Regions from separate parts of the Danio rerio genome. Here region 1 is linked to region 2. A link is a contact called in public Micro-C data. All regions are on one chromosome and are shown on one strand. Each heading gives the region's core, a stretch centred on a gene start, on an enhancer-like site or on the middle of the called end of the contact. The rest is flanking DNA. Distances are from core to core; before and after follow the strand shown.

Region 1 (5,613 bases), core at 329-2,828, 150 kb after region 2:
TGTTCTCTTATTGTGTAATGTATTGACTTAGTTTTATCCATAATAATAATAATGCAAAAAAATATAAAATAAAAAAATCTATATTTTAAGAATATCTTTAAAAAAAAAAAGTTTTTAAGTAAAATAAAAAAATTACAGTCTTCAATAATCAATATTAATTTGCTGTTAAGTATATGCAGAATTTAAAAAAATATTTTAGTGTATATATATATATATATATATATATATATATATATATATATATATATATATATATATATATATTACTATTTGTAATAGTAGAACATACATAACAATAACAATGTAAAATAATAAATAAATATTAATTAACTTATTTCTATTCTTATTATGTAAGTTTTGCTGTTAAGTATATGCAGAATTAAAAAAAATATTTTTAGTGTGTGTATATATATATGTATATATATATATATATATATATATATATATATATATATATATATATATATATATATATATATATATATATATATTACTATTTGTAATAGTAGTAGAACATACATAACAATAACAATGTAAAATAATAAATAAATATTACTTTATTTATTTCTATTCTTGTTATGTAATTTATTGATTCAGTTTCATGAATAATAATTATAATAATATTATTTATAAATATTAGTTTTTTTTATTTGTTTTCTTATTGTGTAATGTAATGATTTCGATTTATCCATAATAATAAAAATAATAGTAATAATAATAATAATAATAATAATAATAATAATTATTATTATTATTATTTAATATTATTATTATTATAGGGTGTCGCGGTGGCGCAGTGATTAGCACGATCACCTAACTGCAGTTTTGATTCAGTTTTATCCATATTATTATTATTATTAATATAATAATAAATAATATTAATATTAGTATATGTATCAATTTTCTTATGTAATGTAATAATAATAAAAATAATAATTATAATAAATATTAGTTTATTTATTTGTTTTCTTATTATGCAATGTATTGATTCAATTTAATGCATAACAACAACAACAACAACAACAACAACAATAATAATATATTTAATAAAGACAATTAATACATCATATCACATTTATGGTTGTTGGTAATTGTTGCTATTAATACTTTACTATCATTGTTGTTTTAAAATGTACATATTATAAACATTACTCTTATTACTATTCCTGCATAGTAATACTATTTGTACACAATTATGTGTGCGTGGATAGAAAGATAGACAAGTTTTACATTAAAATACATATTTGCATATTATAGTTTGCTATATTAGTATATCAGTAAGGAAACACAAACACTTAAGATATACAGATCGAAATGCTCCTGGGAAACGTAGTGATTGATTTTGCTCACAAGTATAATCCTCCACTTAACACCCAAATCCATCTGATCTTAGAATTAACACATGCTAAATATGCAAGAAAGAGTGGTTGACATATCTTGCTTCAGCCACTCATTTTATAAGGCGTCTAACTTTACTGCATTCTCTGTGGTTGCTGATGGAGTACAATTCTCTTATGAATAATACCATGACTAATCAGTTGTCAGTTGTAAATATGTCAGTGTCAAAAACTTCAAAGGTTTAGGACGGTAACAGTAATCGCACCCCAGTGCCATTCAGACCGTGAGGACACTTCACAAGGTAGTTAGAGCAATAGATTTAACATTAACGTCACTGAGGGAAAATGTCCATGAGAAGGGGGAAAATAAATGCTAATCCCAGCAGGAAGGTTGTGAGGTAAGCAGAGTTTACTGTGGTGATGGGAGGATCCTTCATCTCCCTCGAGTCCCTGCTGATTAGAGAAGAGCTCACAGCTTGGCAAGGGTCCAGAGCCTCACCTTCGCCATTAAACTTGTTCATTCAGCACTAATGCCAGCTGAGATCTTGTTCCTGTCCTATTGTCCCCTGGCCACAGAGCTGTCAGACTGCATGCTTACTGAGGATGATGCAAAGAAACAGCCCGACGTCCATTCTGCCCTAGATCTCGTCCTAGACCGCTATCTCCTCTCTGACCATTACCGTGAACATGACAGGCCCGTACCTGTCTGCATGGATGGCAATGCAGTCTTTTTTTGTATTTGCTCTCACACTCAGCACATTGTCTGGTTGAGGGACACCTACAGTACGTGTAGGCAGAATGTAGACCGATGCTGTTTTTTTTTTAGATCAAGGGCAATCACATATTCTGTAGTTAAATATTAACGAAACGTCATCTGCCTAGTTTAGCAAGAATTGCACTATTATGTGTTACTGCATTTAGTAAGAGTTTGTGTATTCTTGTGGCCACAGATATTGGATGAATAATTAATTTGAGCAACAAAACAGTGAAGACTGCTCTGTATTTCTCTACAGTGAACAGATGTCCTCTTTATCACGTACGCCTGTAGTGAAAACCACATGATCTTTCAACAAAACATGCATCTGGAAATGCCTTTCCATTGTTTACTGTATATACAGTAGCATATGTGTTCCTGAACATTTCAGTTAAAATCAACTTTAAATGGCAGAACGTTTTAAGAAATGTTATATGGACGCATTTCGTTCACTGCCAATTTAAATATTTTTTAAGATTGTTAAAAGTATATTCACCCAAAATTGCATCCTCTTTAATAATTTACTCACCCTTTACTGATTCAAAACTCGTTTGAGTTTCTTTCTTCTGTTGAACACAAATATTGAATTTCATTGTAATTTTGCTTCCAGCAACTAGCATTCTTCAAAATATATTCTTTTGAGTTCAGGAGAAGCAAAAAAACAAACAAACAAACAAACAAACAAAAAAAACTCTTAAAGGTTTCAAACCACATGAGGGAGAAATAAAGGTGCTATACTTTTCTGACTCATCTAAAGCATAAAAATACCATAATATGTTTGCAGATATTTAAGAAACATTCCAAGTGGACATACTTGTTTATCTAAAAAACAATGCTGACGTCAGATATTCTGCTTTGAAAATGTTTTTTTCTGTACTGGAATGCTGTCTTTGTTTTAGTTCTTTTAACTGGCCCACTGTCACTTTAGCCAATTATATTTCAGCACCCCGGGTTGCCTTGTTGGAAAAACGCATATTTCATTCATTCATTCATCCATTCATTCATTCATTCATTCATTCAGAAAGGCTCTCAAAGCATGCGTCTGTGACTGAAATGCGACCTCCGGTGGACAGTAGCAGACTCCAAAAGGAGATGTAAATTCTGAGTTATACATGAGGTCATTAATTCTCAAATAATAGAAATAACAATGTAAACATTAGGTAAGTAAGTTACATTGTAACCCCGTGTCCCAACAACACGCTACGTGATGGGATTTGCAGTGAATGGCTGTTTGCACCAAACAAAACACGACAGAAATTTAAATACAGTCATACAGAAGTACAGAATATGCACTCACTCAAATGGTAGGGTTTATAATCTAATTTATACATATGATAAACCTCTTTAACATTATTAAATGTACAGGCTGAATCACTCATATGTGTTGGTTTTGAGTCTAAAGTTCAATTTCAAATTGTTTATTTAATTTTCAAGATCTGGGGGTAAACCATCCGTCGCTGCTTTCAGTAGTATGACAATAAATGTCAGGTAAAATGGCATTCAAACTCTCATTATTAGCATTTAACACTGAATAAAGCACATGAGGTGTACCTGAGGCGATCATTGTCAGTTTTCTGTTGTTCAGCTGCAAGAAATAGAAGCCATTTCTAATATTTTGATTTGAGGTGTTGGTTAAGACAAAAACTCCTTTTAACATGGACAATATTCCTTCTATCGGGTGCCATTGCTTTTATTTAGAAAACGATTTAAATCAGCTTTGTTGGTCCTCATTCTGGCAATCTGCATTTGTGTTTGTTTTGATCCAGGTATGCAATACCTAGTTCAACCACTGGGTGGCAAACTTACATACTGCACCTTTAATAATAAGGTCATTTTCATTTTTGCATGAATTATCCCATTTAATTGACCAACAGTGGCACTGAATAATACAAAGCAAATCAGAGTCTATCAAAAACAATTCAACACATTTTATTATCGTTAACTAAACCAGCAGAGATGTTTACAGAAGGACTTGTTCAGACAGTGAGTGAGAACCCCCAGGGAATTGTTTTTAGTGCTTTTTAGTGTTTTTTTTTTTTTACTTCCCTGTATTTCTGAGTGGGCAATGTCACAAGGGATCCTGGCTCCCGGTAGGCCCGATTGTCGTTTAGTCACAGAGATGCTCTCTAGAGGTCAGACCTGGTCAAATATATTTAGCTGCGTAAATTGGATTCTGTGGTAAGGGCAAAAGTCTGCTGGATAGCTGGGCATGTTTAGCTCGCAGATGTGATTAACTGATTCATCTTTGGGATAACCGGGATGGTCGTTATCATGGTGACTCCTGACAGCTTGATGTCATCTTGCAGGTTGAGTAAAAGCCCGCTGGAACAGCGCCACAGCTGTGGGCCAATGTGGTCATAACTCTTTAGCTGACAGCTCATTCAGGTGACCCTCAAAAGGGCTGCATTGCTGTCACTTATGACACAGTGTGGCGGAGGTAAATATATTAGCATAAGTTTGAATTAATGTTCCCTGCGGTGAAAGGGGTGGCCGCTCTGCAGCCGGTTCCTCTGCAAAATCTTCAGGATTGTCACACTGCACACCTGTGCAATGTCACCATTTGTTCTGTTCTTGTCTGATAACCCTTTGCTTAATGCATGCGCGCTAGCACAGATGCACAAGTACATGCCGCGATCTAAACGATAATCATATCAGTGTCTGGGCCTGGCCGAGAGTGATCGGTGAAAGCACATCTATAAAGGGATTTTGTAAGAAATAGCCTGGTGAGCTATTTATAGCCCTGCGGGAGGTGGCAGAGGGAGGGGTGAGTGGTGATACCATGAAGTTATACACCACGCTCTATGGACAATTCCCGGGTCAAAGACACAGAGGCCAGACTGTAATTTAAATGCTGCCTGATAAGACGTAAGTGTTGCTGCATGCAAACACAAACGAGTGTGCAAACGGGGGGTCTGTGATTTGTCTGAAGTACTTTGTTCCATCTATTTGTGTTCACGTCCAGCTTTTTTTGCAACTTATAAAGCACAAAAACAGCCCAGAAGAGCAGGCACTGCAAAAGTACCTCTCAGCGTAGTCTGTTGTATAATCCCTCTTGGGGCCCCAGAGCTATTTTTGTTCCTGGATATGCGTCACGACTGGGTATTTTCTCTGGTGACTAGCTTACATCAGTAGGTCTCCTAGTATACGCTCTATCAGCGAGAGCCTTCTGATTGATGGGAGTTTCGGCTGGGGCTGGCTGTCGTTTTATTACCGACCTCCTAGAATGGACAAGGGGAATTTGAGATCGGCGGAATGTTGTGGTTGACTGAGGACCTTGAAAAGCCAGGTTGGTTCACAAATCCATTTTTTTTCCGGCTTGTTGTGTTGTGTCTCTACCAGAGCATCTAGCGTTGATCGGAGAGGTGATATCCCCGTGTGTGTGTTTGTAAACTGAAGGGGGTGATGATGTGAACCGTGAGGACTGGAAAGGGAACGGAGGAGCGTGTGTTAGCTGTTTATCCGTGGGATGCAGCAAGCTGTCAGTGACAGAGTCTCTACTTGCTCTATTCCTTTGCACAGCTT
Region 2 (6,015 bases), core at 1,385-3,884:
TAACACATTTCTAAACATAATAGTTTTAATAAATCATTTCTAATAACCGATTTCTTTTATCTTTGTACTACAACTGTCATTTTCTGCAAAACTTTTTAATGACAATACTTTTATTTAAAATGTGGAAGAAATGATATCAGACCTTTAAAGAATAAAACAATTATTAACATTTTACTCAAATACTTGCCTATATCCAGTACATCTAGAGCAGTGGTTCTCAAACTGTGGTACGTGTACCACTAGTGGTACGCGGACTTTCTTCTAGTGGTACACGGAGGAATGAAATATGTCATGTACATGCTACATACATTTCAAAATGGATTAAAAATTATGTATATAATATGCCATATATGATATATAGCCTAAATTTCTGAGGTAATCTGCCAAGTTTTTTAACTGTGCAGAGTTGTAGCTGCTTTACTGGGCCAACTATGCTACTGTATTTCAATACTGCTCATTTTGGTGGTACTTGGAGAGACAATTTTTTCTAAGGTGGTACTTGATGAAAAACGTTTGAGAACCACTGATCTAGAGAACCTCAACATTTTCATCTCATTAACAAAGACAAATAAATATAGATTTTAGCAGTCTCTTTTTTGTATCACTTTTTGTGTGTATTACAGATTTTGTAAACTTGGTCTCACATTATTTTGGTTGCTTTTGTTGACATTGTTGCATTGCATCTACATGACAACTAATTCTCATTAGATTATCAGTAGACTGTAAGGTTAGAGTTAGGGTTAGTGTAAGTTGACATGTGTCTGTTAAGGGAATAGTGTCAACATTAAGCAGACAAATGGACCATCAAAATAAAATGTTACCATAAACTTTTTATGTAGAGATGCTCCAATTAGGATTTTTGCCGCTGATACCGAGTACTGATTCCTTGTCATGGTAATTGACCGATACCAACTACCTATTCTGATACTTCAAGCTTTATATAACTTTACTATTGCATAAAGCACATTTCCCTCTTAGTAAGATACTTAAGTGAGATCTCTCCTAACCTAATATAATAAAACGAAGGATGCAGCATATAATCCTATACATTATTAATACTGCATATAATCTTAAACATGTCTTATATAACTATTTAGTGTGGTCAGAAGCAGCTATACAGAAAACAATAGATAAAACAGATAAAAAATGGGTAAGAAATTATTAACATTGCAATTTAGAAACATTGCAAATGATGAAAGAGGAATTCAACATGTCTCAATGAAAAAAAAGTTTGATAAGAAGATAAAATGCAAACCTTTAAATTTTAAATTTAAACCTTAAAACCTTTAAATCTTTACCTAAAAAAGAGGCCTAAAAACTAGTTTATTGTGATTGATAAATTATAAAAAGTTATATTATTGAATATTCAAGCTGCTGTGTAGCGTGCAGCAATTGCTTATGCCCCCATGCATCATTTAGCTCCTCACATGTTGTAGTGAAAGTGTTCCATGCAGAACTGTTGCAAACAATTTATTTGTGTTGAATTTAAACAAACAAATTAAATTGAATAATGTTCAACTTAATTTGTTTGTTTAACTTCAACACAATTAAATCGTTTACAACCACTTAACGTAAAAAAAAAGAGTAAATCCAAGGAATCATCTTTGAATATTTTTTTTCAGTAAGCCAGGTGCGCTCATGCATCTACTTGTAAACTTATAAACATACACTTGCGATTGGTTCATAAGATCAGCCAGATTGCAGATTGAGTCATTAAATGTGATTATCGGCCGATATACTAATCTCCTGCCAATCGATTGGAGCATACTATAATGTAGGATGTAGGTCCACTTTGTTTTACGCATATATTAAGATATATGATCACGTAATCAATTAATTAATCAGAATAAACAGCAAAAGTAAGTCTAAGGCACTTGAAAAATGTGGAAAAATATTAAAAAAGCCTTTATTCACATGGCTATTCCTTAAAACTGTGCCTACGCATTTTAGCAAACACTTGCATTTACTTAGTTACCATGATGAAGGCAAGTATTTGCAGAAACGAGCAGGCTTTTTGATATTTTTCCCCTTTTTTTTCAATGCGTTGGTTTTACTTTTGCTGAGAACTGTATCTAAAACCATTTTAGTATGCATTTCAAAGGCTAACCAAAGATATAGGTGTTGTTATTTCACATTAAAGGCAACAAAAATAACCAATTAATCGCCATTAAAATGAAATTACTGAACCTAGACACAAGAGTCTGAGAAAAGGTTTTATTTTAGATTAAAAGTTTAAATGGCACTCTTCAAATGGTGAATATATCTATCATTGTTTGTTATTGTTTGACTTTTCTTTGCATGTTTACTTCCACTTTTGGTCACCAGATGGCGACCTTCTAACATTTCAGACAGCCAGCGGTCTTGTTCCCTTGCTGATCTTGCCTCATTTGACCCCACGTCTGTGGTAGAAACGGCATCTGAAGAAAGAGTTACGATCCTTACCGAAATGACATGACATGTTAATATTCCGATGCGCTTTTAACATGCCACCACAACTCTAACTGGACCCCCTTCTGCAGCAGACGATCATATTTCCACGCTAAATGAAAAGCAGACCACGTTTACTGGGCTTTCCCTAGATATGAATCCGCCAGCCCGCTTAAAATCTGGGATGCTGGTTCTTTCACATGTTGACGTCTCTACAGATCAGCAGGTCTTAGCTTGCTTTTGACAAGTGCAAGATGTACAGTCGGTGAGAAAGCAGCTTGTGTGTGTGTGTGTGTGTGTGTGTGTGTGTGTGTGTGTGTGTGTGTGTGTGTGTGTGTGTGTGTGTGTGTGTGTGTGTGTGTTTGTCATCCTGTGACTGAACCCATGATGTGCTGCTTACCAGTTATTATGAGTCACTTTACTGCTAACCAAACAGATAGTGTAACATCTGAGAAACGCAGTCTCTGTCAGTCAGAAGGCATATGAAGGATGAGCAACTCTGATTCACCATCATAACAAAGTTTTATGGTGTATTCACTTGTATTGTTCAGGTGTGTTGGGTATATTAATTGGAAAGTATTTCTTTTAATTTTGCATAGACTGAAGGGTATTTATAAACTTTTTTAAATTAACACTTTATTTTAAGTCACAATTCTCCAATTTACTGTACTAACAAATCATTAAGGCGACGCAGTGGCAAAGTAGGTAGTGCTGTCGCCTCACAGCAAGAAGGTCGCTGGGTTGCTGGTTCGAGCCTTGGCTCAGTTGGCATTTCTATGTGGAGTTTGCATGGTTTCCTTGCGTTCGCGGGGGTTTCCTCCTGGTGCTGCGATTTCCCCCACAGTCCAAAGACATGTGGTACAGGTGAATTGGGTAGGCCAAATTGTCCGTAGTGTATGAGTGTGGATGTTTCCCAGAGATGGGTTGCAGCTGGAAGGGCATCCGCTGCGTAGAAAAAAAACGTGCTGGATAAGTTGGCGGTTCATTCTGCTGTGGCGACCCTGGATTAATGAAGGGACTAAGCCAAAAAGAAAATGAATGAATGAATGAACAAATCATTAACTTAACCTTACTAGCTTAATCAACTAGTTAGCTGCTTATTAATAGTAATGGAGAAGCTAGATTTAGGTTTTGGGTAGGATTCGGGACGTAGAATAAAATCATACTTTATAACTAGTTGAGTGCAGGGCACAAAGTAATGTGGGGTAAATTGTAATAGTTTTAAGGTATTTGCTCAGGGTTGAGATTTTCATCACAGTGTTGACAGATGTCTTCTTGTCATTTATTGAAAATGTTTGGCAAAATTTGGATGAGAAACACAGAAAAAAACATTTTTGCAGCACACACTGCCTGGTAAAAGTCCTGTTGCCTATCGAAGTTTTAGGAATAGCAAATAACTGGACTTCTAGTTGATTTTTTGGTATCAGAAGTGGCTAATATGAAAGGCAAAGGCCTCTAGATTGTGCTTATTTTACCAAAATAAAATATATTTATGCCTATATTTATAATTATTTCATTAAGTAAGGTCTGACTTTTCTTAAAAGTCTTGTAACTTATTAGGAATAATGTGCATTATAGATTATAAAGTCATGGTGCGGTGGAAAACAAATTAATATTGTCTTTGACTCCCATGAGCTTGGACGACTGCATCCATACATCTCTGCAATGACTTAAACAACTTATTAATAAAGTCATATGGAATGGCAAACAAAGCATTCTTGCAGGACTCTTAGAGTTCATCAAGATTTTTCAGATTCATCTTAATCTTAACATGCTTAATAGTGTTCATATCTGGTGACTGGGCTGGCCAATCTTGGAGCACCTAGACCTTTTTTGCTTTCAGGAACTTTGGTTTGGAGGCTGAAGTATGAGTGGGAGTGCAATCTTGCTGAAGAATTTACCCTCCTGTGGTTTGTAATGTAATGGGCAGCACAAATGTCTTAGTTGGCCTAATGCATGAAGCTTTTGATGTTGCCATCCACACTTCAGATCTCTCGCACGGCCCCATACTGAATGTAACTCAGCCCGAATCATGATTTTTCCTTCATCAAGCTTGACTGATTTCTGTGAGAATCTTGAGTCCATGCGGGTTCCAGTAGGTCTTCTGCAGTATTTGTAATGATTGGGATGCAAGTTATTATTTGTTGCTCTTACAACTGGGATCAACAACAAGACTTTTATCAGGCAGTGTACTAAGTATTTTTATTATAGTCGATATTCATTCATTCATTTTCTTGTCGGCTTAGTCCCTTTATTAATCCGGGGTCGCCACAGCGGAATGAATGTTTTAACGCAGCGAATGCCCTTCCAGCCGCAACCCATCTCTGGGAAACATCCCCACACACATTCACACACACACTCATACACTGGACAATTTTAGCCTACCCAATTCACCTGTACCGCATGTCTTTGGAATGTGGGGGAAACCGGAGCACCCGGAGGAAACCCACGCGAAGGCAGGGAGAACATGCAAACTCCACACAGAAACGCCAACTGAGCCGAGGTTTGAACCAGCGACCTTCTTGCTGTGAGGCGACAGCACTACCTACTGACTGCGCCACTGCCTCACCCTAGTCGATATTTTGTTAATTTAAAACAAATCTGTGCAAGTATGTAAATAAAATCTTATAATGTTGTGAGTACTGTCTTTTAGGCTAGAAGATGGAACCATTTTGAAACAAAAAACACACTTATATATATATATATATATATATATATATATATATATATATATATATATATATATATATATATATATATTGTAATAGAAATATTTTTATAGAAAAAAAATTATACTGTATTGTGAATAATCTAACAAAATGTATTGTATTATAATGGATAGTAATGCAAATAAATCCAAATGTGTTTATCCAATAGATAAATAAATGAATATACTGTGGTATGTAGAACAAAAATGTGTTAAGTACTGAGGAAATTTGTTTAAACTGAATTTAAATGAAGTGTGTGAAATCTGAATTTTTAAGCATGTGATACAACTAACCCTCTGTCTGTTACAACTTGCCCCGCAGGTGGGGTAAATAGTAAAATTTTTTCTCATGGCATTTTTGGTAATACTACACAGAAACCATAGGTCTGGCAAACAATATAAGTGCTCATTTGTAGGGGAGACTCGTGTGTTGTTGGTAAAAAAATATATAGTTTGTCTAACCCCATTACTTTGTTCACTATTTGGTCAAAACTAAAACTAAAAAGCCCTGCTCCCCCCTTCTAATGAACAGTTAATTTCTTAATAATAGGCAGGTAATAAGCCAGTGGTTAATAGCATGATTTGTGACTCAAACTAAAGTGTTACCAGTTTTTGTTTTTGTCCTAGTGTAAAGAAAACATTCAATAATTTGTGTCTGTTGGATTTTAAGGCTGTTTTCCTAACTCTTGCGTGACACATATTTTGGGGAAACGTTTTGGAATTTTTAAAAAAGCTGAACAATACACTTTGGGCAAACGTACTACTCTTTCAGTATGTTTGTGGCGGTGTTTGCTCCATTGACTTGCAAAGCCATGGCACCAACCAGTGCCAACTAATAACCAATTGTAAAAAAAAAAGTTACAAATTTCACCTCTTCTCAA

The links. A called contact is a pair of places that touch in the nucleus more often than the background predicts.
Region 1: a Micro-C map of caudal fin shows a contact between it and region 2, with 4 times the contacts expected there. The contact joins two enhancer-like sites. A contact is called at or near these places in 1 of 18 Hi-C or Micro-C datasets (caudal fin) and 1 of 4 datasets of contacts at active chromatin or transcription factors (caudal fin).

Annotation. Positions count from the first base shown.
Region 1 is chr20:40,851,661-40,857,273 of GRCz12tu, reverse strand. The region is part of intron 2 of aig1 (androgen-induced 1 (H. sapiens)); the gene reads right to left. It also overlaps a transcript of hivep2a not described here. Among named protein-coding and RNA genes, the nearest start is that of hivep2a, 57 kb to the right of the region's middle. Within about 2 kb of position 1,578, at least 5 of the 62 cell types and tissues checked have an H3K27ac peak or open chromatin away from gene starts, as enhancers often do. A contact at or near this core is called in caudal fin, where this site is marked.
Region 2 is chr20:40,998,455-41,004,469 of GRCz12tu, reverse strand. The region is part of intron 6 of aig1 (androgen-induced 1 (H. sapiens)); the gene reads right to left. Among named protein-coding and RNA genes, the nearest start is that of adat2, 39 kb to the left of the region's middle. Within about 2 kb of position 2,634, at least 19 of the 62 cell types and tissues checked have an H3K27ac peak or open chromatin away from gene starts, as enhancers often do. A contact at or near this core is called in caudal fin, where this site is marked.